Linked DNA regions of Mus musculus: regions 2 and 3 are each linked to region 1. A link is a contact called in public Hi-C and HiChIP or PLAC-seq data. All regions are on one chromosome and are shown on one strand. Each heading gives the region's core, a stretch centred on a gene start, on an enhancer-like site or on the middle of the called end of the contact. The rest is flanking DNA. Distances are from core to core; before and after follow the strand shown.

What was found. A called contact is a pair of places that touch in the nucleus more often than the background predicts. HiChIP or PLAC-seq counts read pairs in DNA pulled down with a chosen protein or histone mark.
Region 2: a Hi-C map of liver shows a contact between it and region 1, with 2.4 times the contacts expected there. The contact joins two enhancer-like sites. A contact is called at or near these places in 2 of 484 Hi-C or Micro-C datasets (liver and nephron progenitors), 2 of 115 datasets of contacts at active chromatin or transcription factors (both in embryonic stem cells) and 3 of 9 other capture datasets (adipose tissue, liver and pancreatic islet).
Region 3: an H3K27ac HiChIP or PLAC-seq map of embryonic stem cells shows a contact between it and region 1, with 10 read pairs. The contact joins the promoter of Myo1b here to the enhancer-like site in region 1. A contact is called at or near these places in 4 of 39 promoter capture datasets (cranial neural crest, embryonic stem cells, epiblast stem cells and 1 more), 12 of 484 Hi-C or Micro-C datasets (3T3-L1-derived adipocytes, the C2C12 cell line, the N1E-115 cell line and 6 more), 22 of 115 datasets of contacts at active chromatin or transcription factors (the NIH/3T3 cell line, bone marrow-derived macrophages, cardiomyocytes and 11 more) and 4 of 9 other capture datasets (adipose tissue, embryonic stem cells, liver and 1 more).

What each region holds. Positions count from the first base shown.
Region 1 is chr1:51,739,323-51,742,883 of GRCm38.p6, reverse strand. No RefSeq gene overlaps it. Among named protein-coding and RNA genes, the nearest start is that of Gm31636, 120 kb to the right of the region's middle. Within about 2 kb of position 1,868, at least 13 of the 459 cell types and tissues checked have an H3K27ac peak or open chromatin away from gene starts, as enhancers often do. A contact at or near this core is called in adipose tissue, embryonic stem cells and liver, where this site is marked.
Region 2 is chr1:51,882,036-51,885,921 of GRCm38.p6, reverse strand. It overlaps Myo1b (myosin IB), which reads left to right. Exons shown (of 31, transcript NM_001161817.2): 2 at 2,696-2,839. The coding sequence starts at 2,705. Among named protein-coding and RNA genes, the nearest start is that of Myo1b, 32 kb to the left of the region's middle. Within about 2 kb of position 2,516, at least 2 of the 459 cell types and tissues checked have an H3K27ac peak or open chromatin away from gene starts, as enhancers often do. A contact at or near this core is called in liver, where this site is marked.
Region 3 is chr1:51,914,502-51,918,109 of GRCm38.p6, reverse strand. Myo1b (myosin IB) reads left to right here and starts at 2,132. Exons shown (of 31, transcript NM_001161817.2): 1 at 2,132-2,349. It overlaps Gm33795 (a long non-coding RNA gene), which reads right to left and starts at 1,948. Exons shown (of 3, transcript XR_001778914.2): 1 at 1,606-1,948; 2 at 1,187-1,369; 3 at 1-1,112.

The DNA.
Region 1 (3,561 bases), core at 619-3,118:
CATCTAGAAATTCAACTGCCCTCCCCTCCTCTCTCCAGATTGCTTTTCATGGTAGCTGTTTAAGGGACAAGCCCATTCCTGTGGACCACCCCTCCCTCTGCCAGAATGTGGCCAAATCAAGGGTGGCCTTTTGACTTCCTTTCTTTGAGCCTGGCAAATGTTTCAAAATGCAAATTTCTTTAAAATGCAAATTTTCTGTAAATGGTCAGGCAGAAGGAAAGACAGACCAGACACAGGAACCAGCAGCTTTAAGATAGCATGGGCTTTTAGTATTTAGTGGGGGAGGTCCTACACAGGACCATCCTTATAAGAATCAGAGCCCCCTATTACAAGCTGGGAGAGTTTCAGAACAGAATATGGCGGCAGGCTGTTGAAGAGTTCCTTTGGGCTGGAGATTGTCCATTGCCAGGAGTGAGCAAAGAATGGTGAGCAGTGAGGGAAAGAAGGTCAGGATAGATCAAGTCCAGCCCGTAGTGGGTCACCAGAGAACAGAGGCAGGAACCTAGGAAACGAGTCCGAAATGGGGATTACTCTAGTTTTAGGAAACCTCCACCTTTGAACCAACATGGAGAAACTTCTCAAAACGTGGCTATCGCTAACAATCTGCCTTCAAGAAAAGTGAGGTTCCTCCCCCTCCCCAGATCCCCCAGTTTTTGTTCTTTTCCTCTTCCAGAAGTTTTCTCTAAGCTAATAAGATGGCACCTCATCTAAGACAATATTTTTGTATCGTATTAATCTGCATATATACACCCATTTCAGAACCACATTTGTGCCTCTATTGCTAGAGGCTCTGACAAGTCCATTTCCACCTGGGAAAAAATAACAAACAGAACAAATACTGCTCAGAGAAATGGCAAGCTTTTCACTCAGCCAAGTCTGATGTTAACACATGCACTCCCAACATTTGAGAGGTTCAGGCAGGAGGACCAGGGGGTCAGTTCATTTTGGTCTAAATGAGAAGTTGGAGCCAGGTATGATTGCTCATGACTTCAACCCCAGCACTTAGAAGGCAGAAGCAAGTGGATCTCTGTGAGTTTTGAGGCCAGCCTGGTCTATGTAGTAAGTTCCAGTGCCAGCTGGGGTTATGTAGAGAAACCCTGTCTCAAAACAACAACAACAACAACAAAAGAAATTGGAAGCTATGTGATAAAAGGAAAAGAAACAAAAGACATATTCGTATTATGTCCTGGAGGGTACATTTGATATGTAGCACATGTATTTACATTCTCTTGTGCTCATAGGCTCTTACTTAAGTATGTTACAGGAAAAAGTGTTAATATGACCAGGTGTGGCTACTACACAAAACTGGCTACCCCCTTGCAAACGTTTTTCAGCAACCAAGGTTTGAAGTGGAAGGCTAAACGTTTTAGTACGTTAAGCCTGTCCTTCAGCACTTGGTGTGAATGACAGCTTATGGATAGACAGGTGGGCAGGCCGTCCCCTAAGCTACAAATGGTTCTTGAAGCTACATGGCTGGTGCTGTGGGCCTCCAAAGACAAAGACTGGCGTCTACAGTCTCCTCTGTGCCTTACTTCAAGTTTGTAAGGGAGCCATTTCCTCCGCTCACTTTTGGAGCTGAGGGATCAGAGTTGGAAGAAGCTCGGTGTGGCAACTCATCCCATTTAACCTGGAAGCTTGCCTTGCTAGAGGAAGGTTTTTCTTGACTTAGCAGCCCCTGTCATAAGATTGCCCTCAGCGACATGCTTTTAAACAGCCGTGTGCCTTTTATTCTTTAGCCACATTACTGTTTCTCTAATGGTGTAGTTGGTTTTGCACAATTAAAAGAATCCAGAATTCCATAGCCTTTCACCTTTGGAACAGGCAGATCTGAGCTGCATCTAATCAGGATGTTCTGGAGATATTTGTGTAACTGTGTTGCAACATGTCGCTGCCCTTTTGAATTCCTTTTCTAAAACAACACATCCTGTCCCTCTGATATTACAACTCGAGTTATGAATATTTTAAGAAATAGAAAAAAAAAACCCTCCATGGTAACAGATTGGTGTGCACACCCCGAACTCAACTAGGAAAGGCCAGGAGGCTGACCCCTCGAGGGGTCATCACTTCTTCCTGGGAAGAACTAGAAGCTTCCTTTCCTCGCCAGGAAGCACTGGAGGTTCTCCACAAAGTAGCCTCGGTGGCTATAGGCGGTTCTGACAAGTTGACAGGAATATGGGTGAGAGATCGAAGAGCTGATGGCATGGTGCAGATGGGAAGTGAGCATGTGGTGTGAGCAGGTAAGCAGGGCTGAGGGCAACTGCATAGCTGGAAAGGAGAAAGAGGAGGAGGAGGAGGAGGAAGCAGAGAGGCAAAAGCTCAGCCAGTTGGATGCCTTCGCACGGTTGCTAATTAATAAACAGACCAACTACATCCCTATGTTGATTCTTCCAGTTTGTGTTTTAGAACTCAATAAAAATGATTTGTCTAAACTATGAAGCTGACCTCAGACAGTGTGACCCTCCCAAATCACAAAGCACCCCGAGTATTTGCATGAGCTTCCATCCCCCCAGTCCCTGCCATCCCCTCCAGTGAAGTACACAGGACAATATGGGCTCCCAATCTCCTCACCCCATCCACCTCATGTAGGGGCTTGGCCTATGGCCTTTCCTCACTAGGGTCAGCCTCCCCAACAACCTCCTCTCTTGCCACCTTCTCAGAAGTTGTAAAAAAAATTTTATAACATTTTGGCAAAAAGAAAAAAATTGCTAGTGGTAAAGTGAGTCCTTTCAAGCATTTAGCTAACTTTAAATGTTTATACCCTTAGTAAGATTCTTCTCTTCGATTTTCCTATCACAGGGACTGGGCATAAAGTGACAAATTGAGTTAAGAATAGATTCAAGTATTTCTACTAAATAAAAAAAAATACCATTTTCATTGACAGTAGACATCATAGAAAACATACAGTCAACCTCTAAAACCCATGGAAATACATAAACTATCCCATCTCTTTATAATTTTCTAGTTAAAACTCTGAAGCTCTCGAGTGGGAACACTTTTGGTTGTTTTTGCTGACTTAGGGACAGGGCCTCATGTTAAAGAAGTATTCTACCCTAAGTTACAGGCTGAGACCTCATTTAAATAGTCCTTACACAGTAGATTATTTTTCTCTCTCCGTGGCTAATTTTATAGCAGTATTATTGCCAGCCTTCTGCCACAGCAAACATGGGACCTGTCAGCCACACAGATTGACTCTGGGGGTGTGTATGAGAACCCGGTAATCTTTTAAAAGCTTTTCTGGGATTCTTGGTCTCCAGCGATGCATTATGTCTTCTTTTGAAATAAAGTTTATCTGTGTAGTGAAAGAAGATTTCCACACAAGCAAAACCTGATTAAGTGTTGAGTGAGACCTCACACAGTGTGAGCCACCAGGTCTTTAAAAATAAACATCTACTCAGGTACCTGCCAGTCTTACCAAGAGCAAGAACTTGGCTATGACCCTGCAACACGCTAGGGAGCCTCCTTCAGTTCAGAGGCTGCCTGTCTATCCTGGCACCTCTGCTAACATGGGAGATAAATTGGGGAAGCCTTTCATCCAGCCACGTGGATCCTATAGAAGATTCA
Region 2 (3,886 bases), core at 1,267-3,766, 140 kb before region 1:
AGGCTGGCTGCTTAATTACCATCACCTGCAGCCAGCAGGTGTTGTCTTCCCAACTGCTTCTATAAATAGACTATATTCAGAAATCCACCCAGGGCGGAGCTCCCGTACAGCCACTTCGCTCCTTCAAGTTCCTGGTTTAAGATGGTTATTTTTGTAAACCCTTTCAAGCTGACTTCTCCCTTAGTCCCTAAGCCCTCTTCTTCCCTCACCTGCCAAATTAGGTGTAATGAGTTTACAGACCCAGAGTGGTTTTGGCACTGTATGAGTCTGAGAACTTGAGATTTGATTTAAATGTTAATATATTGTGACAGAGTTGGGCGCTCCCAGTCCTTCAGTGGCCTGTCTCTTGGCTGCTGTTCAGACCCTGAAAATGGCAGGCACCCCCCACCTGCCCCTGCTCGGTTCTGCAACGGAGCCTGACCTACCTCAGTGCAGGAGCCGGTCCTTGTTCTGTGGTTGTTGGGTTTTAGTGGTGCCTGGGACTAGTGATTCTAGGTGTGCTTGCCCTGAAACTAAATCATATATATATATATATATATATATATATATATGTAAATAAATTAAATAAAAAAGATCTTTTCTCTTGAACCTTTCTCTTGTATTGGAGAAAGTCTCAGTTCTTTCATAGTCCCTTTTTTGGCTTTCCAAGGGCTTTTTGTTTGTTTGTTGTTTTGTTTTGCTTTGTTTTTTTAAAACAGCGTCAGAAATAACAGACATGTTTGTGGATATCTATTGACTGCAAGTAATTAATAACAGTGAGTTACTAGGTCATCCTGTTTCTCTTTATAACTTCAAGAAGATGGATTTTCTCTTGCCTCTAAGGGACTTCTTGGCTATTTACACCAGAAGATGAGGATTTACTTAAATTGCTAAGATTTAAGCAAGCAGACCTTCCTATGGTCTAGTGTGAAGTGTGCACTCCATATGGAAAGAATCAAGTGTGAACATTGCACTTAGTGCCAGGGGTTTGCATACATATTTATTATAATATCGACAAATGTTGTGGGTCTTAGTAACTTGATGTCAATTTAAGCTTGACTTCTGCCCTGGAGACACTTTTTTTTGGGAATGAGACAGTAAAGGCATCTAGCAATGAAAAAGCTAACAAAACCTGCATTACCTAAGGGATGCCACACCCTTTCCTTGGTTAAGACATTTGAAGGGACTTTGGTCTTCTTGACAGCACAGAAGTTGGGGTCTCTGTTGGTTTAGCATTCCTCTGTGGGCTGTGGGTAGCATCCTACATACAAGGTGTGAATGCCACGGTTCCAGGGGCGCCTTTGCTTCTAAGTGGGGAGCCTTTCCCACTGAGCTGAAGGAAAGGTAGTATTTGGATCTAGTCATTAGGGCTTAAACTTTTTTTTTTTTTGGATGTTAGGTTGGCTAGTCAAGATGAAAATTGAGACTACAGTGATGACTCTTGGCAGGTTGCACTGTCTAGGCAGCCTGTTTACCAGTGGGTTGTGCTCTTTGTAAGTTAGCTCCTGGTACCTGGGATGAAACTTTTTCCCATAGCTGCAGTATCCAGATAACCATGGGATTCCTTTTGTTTGTTTGTTTTTGAGACAGGGTTTTACTATGTAGCTCTGGCTGAGCTGGAATTGACTATTTGGACCACACTGGTCTCAAACTCACAGAGATAAAGCTTGCCTCTTCCTCCTGAGTGCTGCTTTCAAAGGCATGTGCCACTCTGCCAGGCATGCTATGGGGTTCTGTAACACCACATACAAAGCATTTCTAAGTATTCACAACAAGTTGAGCGTCAAGTTTTCTTCTCACTTAAAAAACAAACAAACAAACATTTATTTACTTTTGTGTATGTCTGGGTGACATGATGAGCGTGTGCTACTGGGTAGTGTGCACATCAGATGACAACTGCTGAGAACCTCTTTTCTCCTGAGGTCCTCCTGGGAATTGAACTTAGACTGTCAAGTTTGGTGGCAAATGCCTTTACCCACTGAAGCATCTTACTGGCTCAGTTTCCTCATACAAATTTTAAAATCAATATGTTCTTGAGTGGGTATGTGCCTGTCATGGTATGTGCGCACAGGAGTCAGATGAGAAATTACAGGAGTTGGCTTTCCTTCCGTCTTGTGGGTTCTGGGGACTGAACTCAGGTTAGCAGGGTTGGTCGCCAGCCCTTTACACACTCAGCCATCTCCCCAGCCCAGGATAGCTCATATTAATATGGAGTTAGCCACATCTCTAGTGGAGTTATTGTGAGGATTTAGTTTATTACTGAATGTACAGCCCTTTGGTATGGTGAGCAGTCAGTGCTAACTGGCGTCATTTAAAAATGCAATTTCTTGGAGAAATGCACTGTAAATTAATCTTGGAAAGCTGAGGCTTGTCATCTTAGAGGAAGCTGGTTCATATATGGCCCAGTCTGACATCGCTCTGCAAGGGCTGGTGGCAAAGGTGGTTTTGGAAAGAGATTCTTCTGGAGTGTGCCAGTTTTGGTTGGCGATAGTGATGGCACAGGGCAACAATGACTTTGATTTCTAGTTGGCATTTTCTGTAGATGGACTTTGCCTGGGAGGATGGATGGGTAGTAGGTTTGTTTTGGCAGCAGGTTGGCATCATGGTAACTTCAGCAGTTTGGATTGCTGGGCAGGTGGAGGTCATTTCTCTGGCCATATAAAGAACTCACCTGAAAGTTTTGCTCATAGACCTGACTTCTTCTTTTTTCTTCCAGCTGGAAACCATGGCCAAAATGGAGGTGAAATCCTCACTTCTGGACAATATGATCGGTGTTGGAGATATGGTTCTTTTAGAGCCGCTCAATGAGGAGACGTTCATCGACAACCTGAAGAAGCGCTTCGACCACAATGAGATATATGTGAGTACCTGGAGGCTTTTCTGCCTCTCACTTGCTTTCTTTGCTCTTTGTTCTTAAGCGTTCAGACAGTTTTGAGAGTCTACTAGATTGGCATAGGCACTGCACTGATAAGTCCAGTGAGTATTTCCCAACAAGTTTAAACACCAGTTGTACTCAAGATATTGCACATGGGTTGAGGTCACACTAGCACAAGGGCGGTGTTTCAGTTCCTCCCTCTGAGGACGTCAGTCCAGACAGCCTTGAGATCCATTGCCATCTTGGATACCTTCGGAGGATTAGAACACTAATCACTCAGAAATTGTTCACCAAAACAGGGCCGTGAGCTATCAGGAAAGACTGGAACCTTCCTGATACTTGTCCATAGAGGGACTGCAGTAGATTGCTGTGTTAGCATACGTTTCCTGGAGATCGGCATCATTATGGTTGCAATTGGTGTGATGGCAGGCACGAAAAGACAGAGTGTAAACGTATCCACTAGTAGACAAATGTATGTTTTCCAGATCCCTGAAAACGGACTTCACAGTGTCACTGTGTTAAGCTCTCCAAATGTATTAAAAACATGAGCTAAAAAAATAGATTTATCTTCAGCCCTTGCACTTGTGGACATAAAGGGGTGGTGTGAAGTCAACCAATGAAATGGGGTATTGATTTTCAATGCGAGGGGCCTAGAAGCAAACAGAATCGGTTGGGCAGAGGTAGTGGAATAGATTTTTGCCTTGCTTCTGAGCTCTTTTCTTCTTTAAAAAATGTGCTCTGGACATCAGAATGAGTTGCATTATTGGGACGGGCAGGGTTTTTCTTATTGGTGTTGGGAGGAACTAGAAATAAATACAAGGAGAGATCTAAAGGTGAGAATTAGCAAAGCTTTGACTTTTGTAGAACAAACTAGAACTTAGATGAAAAATTATAAGCATTATTATTATTATTAGTCACATAAAGCTTTCTGTTCTATGTAGTCAACTCTCTTAGTCCCTTAGGACCTCTGTAATAAATGCTATCTTGTATGTGACACAAGTTTATTTCTTGTAATCTAGAAAGCCCGGGAGA
Region 3 (3,608 bases), core at 883-3,382, 170 kb before region 1:
AGAACTACATAAAAGCAGGAAGTAAGCTTCAGTTTTCCCTGCTACAAGAGATCAGAAGTATTCTAGCCTAGCTAGGTTCCCATCTCTCCTTAGGGCAGGCATCCTTAAGACTTCCTCTTATTGCTCCAAATAGAGCACTGAGCATTGCCTTAACTCTTCACCGAAATCTGGCAATCAAAAGTTTTTAGTCTGGGAATTCACCTGAGTTGGTAGAGTGCCTGCTGAGCACATGTAAAGGCCTGGACTTATTTTCAGCACTGCATGGAACAGGGGGTCTGCATGCAGTCCTAAGCACTCGAGGTGAGCACAGGCAAAGGAGATGTGTTCAATCATCATAGGCTACAGTAAGTTTGAAGCCAGTCTATGATACACAGACTCCTGACTCAAAAGTTTCCTGTCCCTACTCTGCAAGCCACTGACTTATAGTTTATGAACCTGTCATTGTATTTTGAAGAAGATAGATTGGCCAGGAGGGTTCAGAGGTCCTGTTGCTGCCCAGTTGCTATAAGCAGATGGAACCAAAGATCTGGCACATATTAAAACATGTTGCCATGTAGTAGGTCTATATTTTGTTTCTCTGGAAGCTGAGAGCGGTGTCTTTACTGTACTAAGTTATCAAGGTCTAGGGTAGCTTGTTTGGTCAGCTGTGGTGGAGGCAATCATTTATGCTACCACTAGGCCAAGTCACCAATGACAAACCCTCCTTCACTTCATGTTTCTGGAGACTGACTTGAGTTAGCTGGGGTTTCACTCTAGGTCTTACTTCATGTAGTATAAGGTGACTGTGACTAAGTCAACTTTAAGGCTCACACAGCCACATGGCTGGGACAGTGAGCAGATGCGGGCACTCTTAGTCTGGAATATATGGCTATACCTGGCTTCTGTGTGCTCCCTCACAGTGAGAGAGAGAGAGAGAGAGAGAGAGAGAAAGAGAGAGAGAGAGAGAGAGAGAGAGAGAGAGAGAGAGAGAGCTGGGTTGGTCATACCACCAACTGTATCCCATTTGTTAGAATTCAGTCCAGCCTGTATTCAAGAGGAGGGCAATCAAATGGCACTCCTCAATGAGAGGTGTACCAAAGAATTTGTGGAGGTTCTCCATAGTTGTATATAAGCTGGAAGGAAGAAAAAAAAGCTCTCAGACTTTGTTTGTCCTGGCCTCAAAAACAAAAATTGAAAAGTAACTTACCTCACAGGTTTTTGTGAAGATTAAATAAAATTGTATCCACTACTCAAAATATGTTAGCTTAAACCATTACCATGCCGACTGAAGACCTAACTGATGCTGGTTCCGTCAATGATGCTAGAATTCCCAGCAGGTCAGTTTGTAGAGGAGGGTCTTGGTAGCCTCTGAGAAGTCCTGGGGCCTGTGCTGGAGGGACAGAGTGACTATATAAGGTTGGAAATCTTTGGTTCGCCTCCTTTCAGTGACAGTATCCAGATATAGGTCAGTGCACTTAAACCTGGCCCCATTTATGGCAATTTATTTCATTATAGGATAAAGTCGTCAGATTCATGAGTAATAATTACTGTGTCTGCCGCGCTTTTAACACCCCAGCCATGTAATCCTCACCTCACCCCATGAGTAAGTTTGATGAACACCCTTACCTCTTCCAGGAACAAGCCAGACCCAGGGTCATGTGGCTTGTCCCGAATCCCAGCGTGGTGAAGACACCTGGAGTGAGAAGCTGGGAGTCCTGAGTCTTCAGACCCTCTACCATGGCCAAGTGATTGCCAGTCATTGCTCAGTACCTAATGGTATATTCAATATGTATGTCAGTGACAGAGACAATAAAAGCCTCACATGGCAGGCCATTTTCTCTTCCATTAAATTGTCATTTTGTGATATTTTTGGGCACCCAAACTTGGACCTAGGAGGGTAGGCAATGTGGAGAAGAATATTCTCTCTGCTGAGGTTCGCGCCCAGGCTCTTGCAGCTGTTCGGCTCTGCATCTCTGGTCTGCAGTTCGCGGATCATGCAGTGGCCAAGGTGAAGGGCCAGTGCGCTTTCCTGGGTGTCCCCGCCCGCCGGGTGCTCACCGGGGGGCGCTGTGCGGCCTGCGCGCCTGGGTGAACCGCGGCCAGGGAGCGAGGGGCGCGTCCGGGCGGTGAGGTCGCCGCCCCCGCCGGGAGAGGGGAGTGGCCGCGCCGCCGCCGCGCCTCTAGCCAGCGCACTCGGAGCCCAGCCGGCGGACGCGGTGTGGGTGCACTGAACGCACGGTCGGCTGAGCGGCGCGGGATCCCCGGCAGCAACTGTGGCACAAGCCCCGCATCGGATCTGACCCGCGTTCCCCAGGCGGCGGCCAGCGAGCAGCACGCGGAGACGGAGTGGCCGAGCGGTTGCCGGGCGAGGTACGCTGCACTCCCCCGTGCCGGCTCCCTTCCCGCCCGTGCCTTTGTGCGCGCGGCCCCAGGCTCAGCCGCAGCCTGCAATCCCGGGTCATCAGCTCCCGGGGCGCTCCTGTGGGGCGCGGAGGCACTCCACCGTGAACCCACGCGCGCTCGAGGTCGTCGAGGGTGATCGCGGCCCCGTGTGGCTTCGGGGGCGGCAGGAGAGGGAAGGGGCTTACAAACTAAGTTGTTCTCTCACTTTGTGTTATTGGCTTCCTACCTACGGGCACTGGGGAACCCTGCTTCCCGCGGGCCCACTCGCATCCCCCTCCATCCCTCTGGCCCACTGGAGTTTCCCGGCCCCAGGTTCTATGGAAGGACAAGCTTATGGCTTCCTGTGGGAAGGAGAAGCGGAGGTGGAGGCGGAGGTGGAACAATGGGGCGTCCTGGGGAGTGGGGTTCAGGTGCGGTGTGCCCCGGCCGCGGCGCACCCGGAGGGGCGACCGGACCCGATGGATCGCCCTGCGAGTGCAGCTGCGCTCCGCTCCTTTGTTCCGCCACAGCGGAGGGGGCTGCCCCGGGTCCCGTTTCCTGCCCGGGATGGGATTGATTCACAGTCCCAGAGAGGCAAGGGGAAGGGGGCGGGGCTCGAATGGAAACCAGACTGGGAACGGGAGCCCTGCAGGGCGCTGGGCTGGGTGGAGCTCTGGGGAGGGGGTAATGAGAGTGCGTTGGAGTTAATTACAAACACAACCTTCTGTCTAAAGGCCTGTGGAGTTTATTTGCGGTGCTTTGTTCATACTACGGCCTAGCACTAATTGGTGCAGCAAGTTCTGTTCTTTCTTGAAGTTCTAGGCTCTGGCTATGGGAGTTTGCTGAAGGCAGATCTTGTTATTTATAACGGACGAAGAGGGCTTCTTTTGTTTTGTTTGTTTTGTTTTGAAATATTTTTCACAATGAATCAGGATATATGTGTGCATGTGTATCTGTGGATTTTATTGTGGCTCGGATAGGCTAACAAACTAAACCCCAAAGCGGGCGTGGTGGTGCACGCCTTTAATCCCAGCACTTGGGAGGCAGAGGCAGGCGGATTTCTGAGCTCAAGGCCAGCCTGGTCTACAAAGTGAGTTCCAGGACAGCCAGGGCTATACAGAGAAACCCTGTCTAAGAAGAAAACAAACAAACAAACAAACAAACAACCAAAACCAAACCAAAAACCAAAAAACTTTTTGAGACATGGTTTATTCCCTGGTTGACCTGAAACTCAGAGATACTGCCTG